Regions from separate parts of the Sus scrofa genome. Here region 1 is linked to region 2. Evidence: chromatin contacts called from public Hi-C data. All regions are on one chromosome and are shown on one strand. The core of a region is the stretch at or near the end of the contact, and the rest is flanking DNA. Distances in the headings are between cores, read along the strand shown.

The links. Hi-C and Micro-C count contacts between places; a contact is called where the count stands out from the background.
Region 1: a Hi-C map of liver shows a contact between it and region 2, with 1.7 times the contacts expected there. The contact joins two enhancer-like sites. A contact is called at or near these places in 1 of 5 promoter capture datasets (liver), 5 of 47 Hi-C or Micro-C datasets (liver and skeletal muscle) and 1 of 2 datasets of contacts at active chromatin or transcription factors (skeletal muscle).

Annotation. Positions count from the first base shown.
Region 1 is chr13:131,070,604-131,075,325 of Sscrofa11.1, forward strand. No RefSeq gene overlaps it. Among named protein-coding and RNA genes, the nearest start is that of HES1, 63 kb to the right of the region's middle. Within about 2 kb of position 1,983, at least 14 of the 83 cell types and tissues checked have an H3K27ac peak or open chromatin away from gene starts, as enhancers often do. A contact at or near this core is called in liver, where this site is marked.
Region 2 is chr13:130,958,857-130,963,509 of Sscrofa11.1, forward strand. No RefSeq gene overlaps it. Among named protein-coding and RNA genes, the nearest start is that of HES1, 170 kb to the right of the region's middle. Within about 2 kb of position 1,410, at least 6 of the 83 cell types and tissues checked have an H3K27ac peak or open chromatin away from gene starts, as enhancers often do. A contact at or near this core is called in liver, where this site is marked.

The sequences.
Region 1 (4,722 bases), core at 733-3,232, 110 kb after region 2:
AAATGAATGATAGGCCGAGACAGGCAACACCACCAATGGGTCTTAAACATATGCTTTGTGGAAGAAGACAAACGTGAGCAGAACACCCAGTGTGATAGCATTTATATACAACTCCGGAAGAGTCAAAACTAACCAATGGTGATAAAAACCAGATCATGCTTGTTGGGGAGGCAGAGATTGACTGGGAAGAACCCCAAGCCAAGCTTTGTAGGGTGATAGGAATGTTCTAGGCCTTGACATACCTTGGTCAAAACAGAATACTTCAGATGTGAGCATTTCAGTGTTTACAAGAAAAGAAAAAGGCACTGCACCTAAAAAGCCTGGGTTTCCCTTCATTTGAACACTGAAGGGATCTTAGGAGCAGAGGACCATAGCCCGGCACAGGGGCTGCAAAGCAGCAGGCTCAGCGCAGGGGCCTTAGGGAGTAAACTGTGTCTCTCTTATTTTCTCTTTAGCAAAATCAACAAGGCAGTATTTGCTTTCCTGGAAACTGTGGTTACTAAGCCACCTCCCCCGCAACAGGCCAGGGTATGGCCAGGCAGCTGGGGGCACTGAGGCAGAAGCCTTTGGTCCTTGTCACCCCCACAGCTGGACTCATCTTTCCTCATCACCCCCACTCCCCTTCCCCATTTTGGAAGAATTCGTTTCAGGAACTTGCCAAGTCACTGCCCCTTTGTTCTCTCCACCTGTATCTTCCTCCAATGCTCCTTCCCTTCCACCACCTTCCGTTCCTCTTCTGCTTAATATCTTAATATATGTTACAGAGACCAATGCTGATTAATAGCCCGGAGCTGTCAGGAATCCCTGACTCCAAGAGTTCTAACTGAACTCTTGTAACTAAAGCACAAAAATCAATAAGTGACTCATTTGTCCTCCAGTGTACTGAGTTTGGGACTCAGTTCTGCCACCACTTCACTAGCTGTGTGATCTTGGGAACATTACTCAACCTCTCTGGCCTCGGTTATCCTATTTGCAAAAGAAGGGAAATAATTCCTAGGTCAGAGGACTATCTTGGGGATAAAATGAGATAACCTGGGAGGGAGCCAACCTGTTTGGAGGACTTGATGTTTGGGGCTCATTTCTTTTTTCACATGTCGTTGAAAAGAATCCTTGCTAGAAACACATTGATGATACTATGTTAAAGAGTCTGTGCAACTATGTGTCTTGCACTTCCTGAGGAGTAAAGTCGGAATTCCAGCCCAGGTCTCTGCTCTTCCTCCAGCCCTCGGTCCAGACGGTACTTCCCAGGCTGGAAAATCATCTGGCTCAGGGCACAGCAGTGGGCTCCACCCACTCCAGCCTCCCTGTGTGCAATTACTGAGAAACAGCATAAGAGGGCCAGGTGCAGGAAGGTGGAAAGGCTCTTGTCTCACACACACAAAAGCACTGAAATTCCTTTCATACCCTCCTACCTCCCACTCCTTCATCAGTCTCTTATCAACCCAGTTTCCTTGACTTTTCAGTTGTGGTGTTTATTTTATTTGTCTTTTGTCCATTTGGGGGCCGCACCCATGGCATATGGAGGTTCCCAGGCTGGGGATCGAATCAGAGCTGTGGCTGCCAGCCTACACCACAGCCACAGCAACATGGGATCTGAGCCGTGTCGGCGACCTACACAATGCCAGATCCTCAACCTACTGAGCGAGGCCAGGGATCGAACCCACATCCTCATGGTTCCTAGTCAGGCTCGTTTCCACTGCACCATGAATGGGAACTCCGACTTTTTGATTTTGGAAAGAGTTCCTTGGAGAACTCTTGGAGACTGAAGGTAAGGCGTTTTAAAACGACATACAATACACAGGGTTTCCTTTTGCTTTTCCATATTTTATTCGCACACCCTTTCCTATAAAAAATGTGCTCGTTGTCTCCTCGCTCCCTCCCCCCTCCTCCACTTCCTTCTCACGGGCACTCTCTCCACTGTAAAAATGGCTGGTTCCAAGGTCCTTCGAAACCCTGCTGCCTACTCTTCTGAACTGCTTTGATCCCCAAAGTTAATGTTTCATCAGTCTTCTCTCTTATTTGACCTTCTTTCTTGACGACTCACTGTGCCCCAGACCTACACAGGACTTTCCTATCTCTGTATATCTGCTCATACTGTCTTCCCCATATCCCTTCTTCCTCACATGCTACCCATCCCTCAAAACTCGCTCAGATGTCAGCTCCACCATGAAGTCTTCTCTAAAGACTCCAGCTAGAAAGCTCTCTCCCTGGATCTGAGCCCCCTGGCACTTTTCTAAACCACCCGACTGTCTCCTGTGTGTATACACCACTACATATCTCCCAAATAGTGTATGGATGAATGAGTTGGCCAGACTGGCATATTGGTGAGCTGACGGGTGGATGGGTGGGCATGAGGGAGGATGCACGAATGGAGGCACAGATAGAGGGTATATGAGTTGTCAGGTGGACTGCTAACAGGCGGGTACTACTATCTTTTCTTTTTTCTCTTTCTTCTTCTTTTTTTTTTTTTTTTTTTGATCTTTTTAGTGCTCCACCCACAGCGTATGGAAGTTCCCAGGCTAGGGGTCCAATTAGACATGTAGTCGCTGGCCTACACCACAGCCACAGCCACAGTCACATGGCATCTGAACCGCATCTGTGACCTACACCACAGCCCATGGCAACACCAGATCCTTAACCCACTGAGCAATGCCAGGGATCGAACCCACATCCTCGTGGATGCTAGCCGGGCTCACTAACCACTGATTCATGACAGGAACTCCCAGCTGGTACCACTTTCTAGCATTATGAGCCATATTGGGCATCTGCACATGCTCATGTTTTATGTGTTCAGTGTTTATTCAACAGCTTCTATGTCTTGTCTATCTATCCACAACCCACTTCTGATCTCAGGGAGAGGGATGGAAAATATTTAACTCAGGCTGGATTTCAAGTCCTGTGCAATCACTATTAATAGATGACAAAGGGCCAGCTCTATTTTAATTTGGCCCTAACCTAAGCGGTGGAGTTTTTACTAGCATTCAGAAGTAGATGTCAGTGTCTTTCTTGTTTCTGTTCTTTGGGTCCGAGCTGAATGGGAGGTGCCCCCAGGCCAACTGCTTATGTTTCCAATGAGGAAACCAAGGTCTGGAAAGGGAACGTATGATGCGAAAGATCAGGGGTAGAGTGAGACTAAAACTCTACCTTGACTCCCAACCCCCACTCCTCACTCTGGCCTTTATCCCTAAAACTTTTATGTATGTTTCAATCTTTGATGAAAGGCAGGAAGGTTCAGGAGGCAAGCCTAAGACTTTTCCGACGAGAGGTAAGCACTCTCTCATTCTGGGTTCTTTCTATGTTTAGCACCATTTGATTTAGGGCCCTAACTTTCCAAGGTGTCCTTTGTACAATGAAGAGGAAAATGGTACACTCCGACTCCTTCCCGAGAGTGCTAGAAGATTCAGAGTGGTATTTGCACAGAACAGCCCTCTCTGAGGTGGACAATGAAGGCTTGGAGACCTCCGTGCTGTTGGTTCTGACTTTCTTCTCCGTGGAATTTCTCACATCCACTAGGACTCGGTAACATTTTGAAGAACTCTAATATCAGAATGAGAATTAACCATTTCTCTACTACAGCGATGAAATCACTTTCCATGGTTTTTAACCGAAGATCAACATACTCAGGTAAGACTGTGCACTAATTTCTCTGATTTCTCTAGAGAAGGCTCTGGCTTCTCTGTCCGAAAATACAACTCAACAGCACTTCACAGAGATTTCTACAACTTTGACCTGAAGTTTCCAGAAACGCCTTCAGTTCTGTTTTTGTAAGCTAATGACTACTCTAGGGCATTAAAAATCTTCTCCCAGAAAGTCCAAAAATAATAGAAAGAAAGTGGAGGAGAGGAGTCAGAAAGCAGTGTGTGTGTGTATGTGCGCGCGCGCAGGGGACTTTGCAAGAACTTGACTTCCTCCCCCAGCACCCAAACAGCAATTTTTAGGACTGGTCAGTCAACCCAAAACACAATCTGCTTTCACAAATTTCCAATCAACATCCAAATTGGGAGTTCCTCTGTGGCTCAGTAGGTTAAGGACCCAGCGTTGTCACTGCTGTGGTTTGGGTTGCTGCTGTGGCACAGGTTCAATCCCTAGTCTGGGAACTTCCGCATGCCACCAGTGCAGCCAAAAAGAAGAAAACAAAATCCAAAATACCAGTAGTTTTCTTTTGAAGTTTAAAAAAAAAAATTAGTTTGGGAGGAAGAAAGGAGGAAATCCAAACAGTGGAGAAAGCCCAGGCACTGTGGCCTTCACTTTAGCTAGTGAAGCAGCGACAATGGTGAGAAATCAATGCCCAGAACCACAAGGCAGCTTTCAGACACCTCTTGACCTTGTCACTTCCTGGGTAATTAAGAGGCACTACAGTTCTGTGTCACTGTCAGAGCCTGAATGTATATCGATAGATAGATATATATGTTCTTAAAAGATTCTTTTTCTATAGGCTTGGTCAGGATCCTGCCAAAGAAAAGGGGGGAAAGAAAGGCATTCTGTCCAGAGTGCAGTGAAAAGCAACATGAAAGGAGAAAACTAAATTTTTCAACACAGTCTGCTCCTGACGTGGGAAAATGGCACAGACAAGAATGGAGGGTTTGTTCAGTGTTTTTTGGTTTTTTTTTTCCCCTTCCTTCCCTTGACAGATATCTGTGTGTTGTAGGCGGCAGGGCACCCCTCTTGCTCTGTTCTTCGTCAGATATCTTCAGAGCAATAATGCAAACCCCAAGGGCTGCT
Region 2 (4,653 bases), core at 160-2,659:
TCTTGACTGTTGTAAACAATGCTACTATGAACAGTGGAGTGTATGTATATTTTTGAGTTATGGTTTTCTCTGGATATATGCCCAGGAATGAGATTGCTAGATCATATGGCAACACTATTTTTTACATTTTTAAAGAACCTCCATACTGCTTTTCATAGTGGCTGCACCAATTTACATCCCCAAAGTGTAGGAAGGTTCCCTTTTCTCCATACCCTCTCCGACATTTAATATTTATGGTCATTTTACTAATGGCCATTTCAACTGGTATGAGATGATACCACATTGTAGTTTTGAGTTGCCAAAATGCCAAGGACTTTTAATCAGGAATCTTGAGTCGGAATCTGAGCTCTATCACTATATATTACGTCACCTTCATTTTCTGAACCTCAGTGCCTTCATCTCTAAAATGATGTTGATATCACCCATGCCACCCACATCACAGAATTAGAACAGGTTGGATCAGTTAGGAGTGTGTTTGGCTGCAAGTAACAAGAGAATGGATTATGACAGCCTCAACAAATAAGAGTGTATTTGTCTCACACAAGGACAGGTTGAGGTAGACAGTCCAGGGAATGCAGCTCAATGATGCCTTTGGGGACCCCGGTTATTTCTGTATCTTTGCCATGACATCCGTGCCATATTGGTTCTCTTCCTCATCCTTGTCATCTCTTGGTCCAAAGATGGCCAGTGTAACTACAACAGTATATAGAGATTTAGGAAGTAAGTGCAAAAGGCAGAAGCCCTTCTCTTTGTGAGTTGCTGTTAGATGATTATCCTTACCTGTCTTTAGACACTGCAGGTACTTGCCCACATTCACATCAATCAATGGCCAAGGGAACTGAGATTACCGTGATTGGTTTAGGCTCATCATCATCATCTTCTGGCCCTGGGGTAGGAAATCTAATACTGAAATCAAAGACTCTTTGTGCTACCAGAACAACTCAGGGCTGGGGCAGCCGGGATGATGGGATGGCTCTTGGGTCAGCAACTAACAGGTTTTATCCAGGGCAAACCAGGATAAAGTAGAGGTCTTCAAAGTGTGGTCCCCGCATCAGCAACATCTGGAAATGTGTTGGAAATGCATATTCTCAGGCCCAAATCCAGACCTCCTGAGTCAGAAACGCTGGAATGGACCCAGCAATCTGTAATTTAACACACTCTCCAGGTGATTCTGATGCCTGGAGAATCAGGGAATCTCAGGGTTGAGACCCCCTGGGAAAAAATTGTTCCTTCACTACAGCCCCTGCCATCCTTCGGTCCCACACACACATCCTGGATCAGAGCCACAAAGAACTCCTGCCCGTGGCTTGGGCTTGCCCTGTAGCCTCAAGGCTTCCACTCAACGCCTACTGCCCGAAATGCCCCCCCTTCCCTTTTCTGCCTGTTGAACTTTATTCTTCTGTAAATAATTAAACAACCAAAATTGGCCCTCTCAGAGTGTTCATGGAATAGGGCATGAAACCCATTGGCATTCCATAACTGTCTGTTAAAAAATGAATACAAGAATGCCGAGTTTTCATGCTTCCTCTACCAAGAGGCATCTCTAAGTTTTCCTTTCTAACCCGACAGCATTTTGCTTGCATTTCTAATTTCTCAGTCTGTTCTGTGATGAGGGATACATCTGCCACTGTCTTCCTACAAATGTGTGAACTACCAAAGCCGAGGCCAGGTCAAGCTCATCTCCTTATTCTCCACAGAAACCAGCATAAGGTCCGACTCTTAGTAAGGGCTGAAAAATGGCATACATGGAATTGAACTTTCCAACATGAAATGTACATAGAATTGAGCTATGTAACATGAAATGTGCACATGCACTTCAAAGAACTGGATTTTTCAATTAGCTGGTGAATCCTACCATTTTTAATCAACAAAAGTCTATTTCATACTAGTGCTATTGATGTAGAAGCAAACTTTCCTTTGGATCATGCTAGTGGGTTTTACCTTGCCCAGTGCTTAGCTAATCCAATTCTGAGAATACAGCGTCACTGCTGGATGTTGAAATGGAGCCATTTGGGGAAGCTGAGCGGAAAACCTCCCAGTAGGAGTTATTTACGCACCTGCTGGATTGCCTATAATAAACGACACCGGCCAACTTGCAGAGTGATCTCCTCACACACCCTGTACTCTGACCATGCCCTCCGTGCCTGAATTTATTGGGTGACTTCCAAGAAGGTTTGGAAATTAAACATATTTTGCAGCCTCCAGAAAATACCAAGGGACCACTTTCAAAGTGACACTGAGCCATAGATAATTACATTTCTTTTAAAAAGTCTTTAAAGGAACACCTTTTGACAATAAATTTGAAGTGTTGGGGGAATGGATAGCAAGGGTTAGAAGGAGGGATGAGAGAGAAAATGTGACCATGGTTAATAAAAACTGGGCTTTCAAGGCAAATAACGCCACAGGTTTAAAAAAAAATCTTATAAATAGCAAAGAAGGCAATAATAATATAGTGAATGACTCTGTCACTCCCCTTTGCCTCCTTACATATTCTTCAGCATTTTCTGGGCATTCATTCCAAACAACTAACCTGCAAAGATTTACAGAATATCTTCTTTTTGATGGGCACAGCCTCAGAGAGGCAAAAAGAGAAAAAAAAAAACAAAACAAGCAAACAAACAAACAAAAAACACCAAAAGAACGGCTGCATTTTCTTACATTGTTTTAGCTTTTAAGAATTTAAAAATTGCTGGAGTTCCCATCGTGGCTCAGTGGTGAACGAATCCGACTAGGAACCATGAGGTTGTGGGTTCGATCCCTGGCCTCACTCAGTGGGTTAAGGATCCGGCGTTGCCGTGAGCTGTAGTGTAGGTTGCAGACATGGCTCAGATCCCGCGTTGCTGTGGCTCTGGCTCAGGCTGGTAGTTACAGCTCCGAATGGACCCCTAGCCTGGGAACCTCCATATGCCACGGGAGTGGCCATAGAAAAGGCAAAAAGACCAAAAAAAAAAAGAATATAAAAATGCATTCGACTACTGTACTTGATCTCATTTAGTCCAAGGTATTAGTCTGATTTTACAGATGAGTAAACTGAAGCACATATGACCAAGATCACGTGGTTTACAACTGACTGAGTTGGGGCTCAAACTTAAGTCTTCTGACTTTGAGTCCTGCTTTCTTACATCTCTAGTCCTCTGCCTACAAAGAGGAGGGTTGTTTTTAACAAATTTATAGCCGACAGTATAGGCTCTCACAATATGAGAAACATTAAAGAATGTCTTTAATAGACTCCTGGGTCAAAAGGCATTGGAATTAAGTGTTTCACTTCTTGTCCACAAGAGTCCCTCTAAAATTACTCAGAGAAGAATTAAAATTGTAAAAACACAAGTTTTGCAGGGAGGGAGGACGAGTGCAGGAAAGTGTGCCTTCCACGTGGTGGAAAGACTGGGACCATCCTTCTCAACTTGGAAGAGGTGGGGCCAGAGGAAGAAAGACACTAAAGGCCATCTCACCACTGGCCTCCTGAGAAAGAGCAGTGGCTCCAGGAAGTAAGTGGCAGAGAGCATGAGATCCCGAGATCCCACCAAACCTGACGGCCCTCCCCACTTCAGCTGTGACCCTTGGAGGGCCAGAGGCAGCAATGAAGAATGAATGATGCAATGAAGAGGGTGCTGCCTCAGAGGAGGCAGAAATTTATGAGTCAGGGAACTTAAAAAGCAATAGCTATTTCAAAGTTTCATTAAAAGCAATAAAGAGTAGCATGGGCACTGTAAAAAGTCAAAATCAGTGGTACAGAAATGAAACATGAAAGACTGCCATGGAATAAGAGGAAAAAGACAAAGTGATTGGAATAATAAGAGAAAAATTATTGAATTTAAAGAACAGATAGTAGCAGAAAACATAGATAAGAGATACTCCCAGAAAAAACAAAAGAGAACGGAATAAATAAACAAAATCACCAAAAATATAAAATATACCAGGTGTATTTTCCTGAGCTGATAAAATATAAGGATCAGAGTCAGCTGCCTGTGACAAAAAGAAGGTTAGAAACACTAAACTTCAAAGGAGTCTGGCAAATATGGGTTTTATTTTAAGTATTACATGCCCATATGAAAATCAAGAATTAGGTTACAAGATGGACAATGTGCATTTGGAGGAAAACCAAATAAAACTATACATCTGAAGATCAAAAGATCTCACTGAGTCCCTCAAAGATTTCAACACCTAGATACATTCAAATTCAGGAACAATAGAAGAATTTTACAGTTACTCTGGCCGATAGCCTCAGAGAGCCCTTTAGCATTCAACATCAGATGACAATAGAGAAAGATCTATAGTTTTGAGTGCAAAAGGTAGCCAGTCAAGAGTTTGCAATTCATCCAAGTCGGCATTCATGTCTGAAGGAACTATAAGAAGATTGCCAGCTACTCAGAGAAGCCTAACGAACACCACTCACATCTTCTTATGTCACACTCCAGCCAACTGAGAGATGAATCAAAACAAAGAATGGAGAAGTTTTGATGAAATGGCACTCACAGTGATTACTAAAACCACTGAAATATACCATCCAAGTAATTTTAAAGCATGATCGTAAAAGAGTTTTTAAAATACAAAACAATAATTATTGAAAGAGAAAATAGTGTGAAAAAATACCTGGTATATTTGTCAAAATTCGATGAATATACACTTAAGAATTGTACATTTCATTCTTTA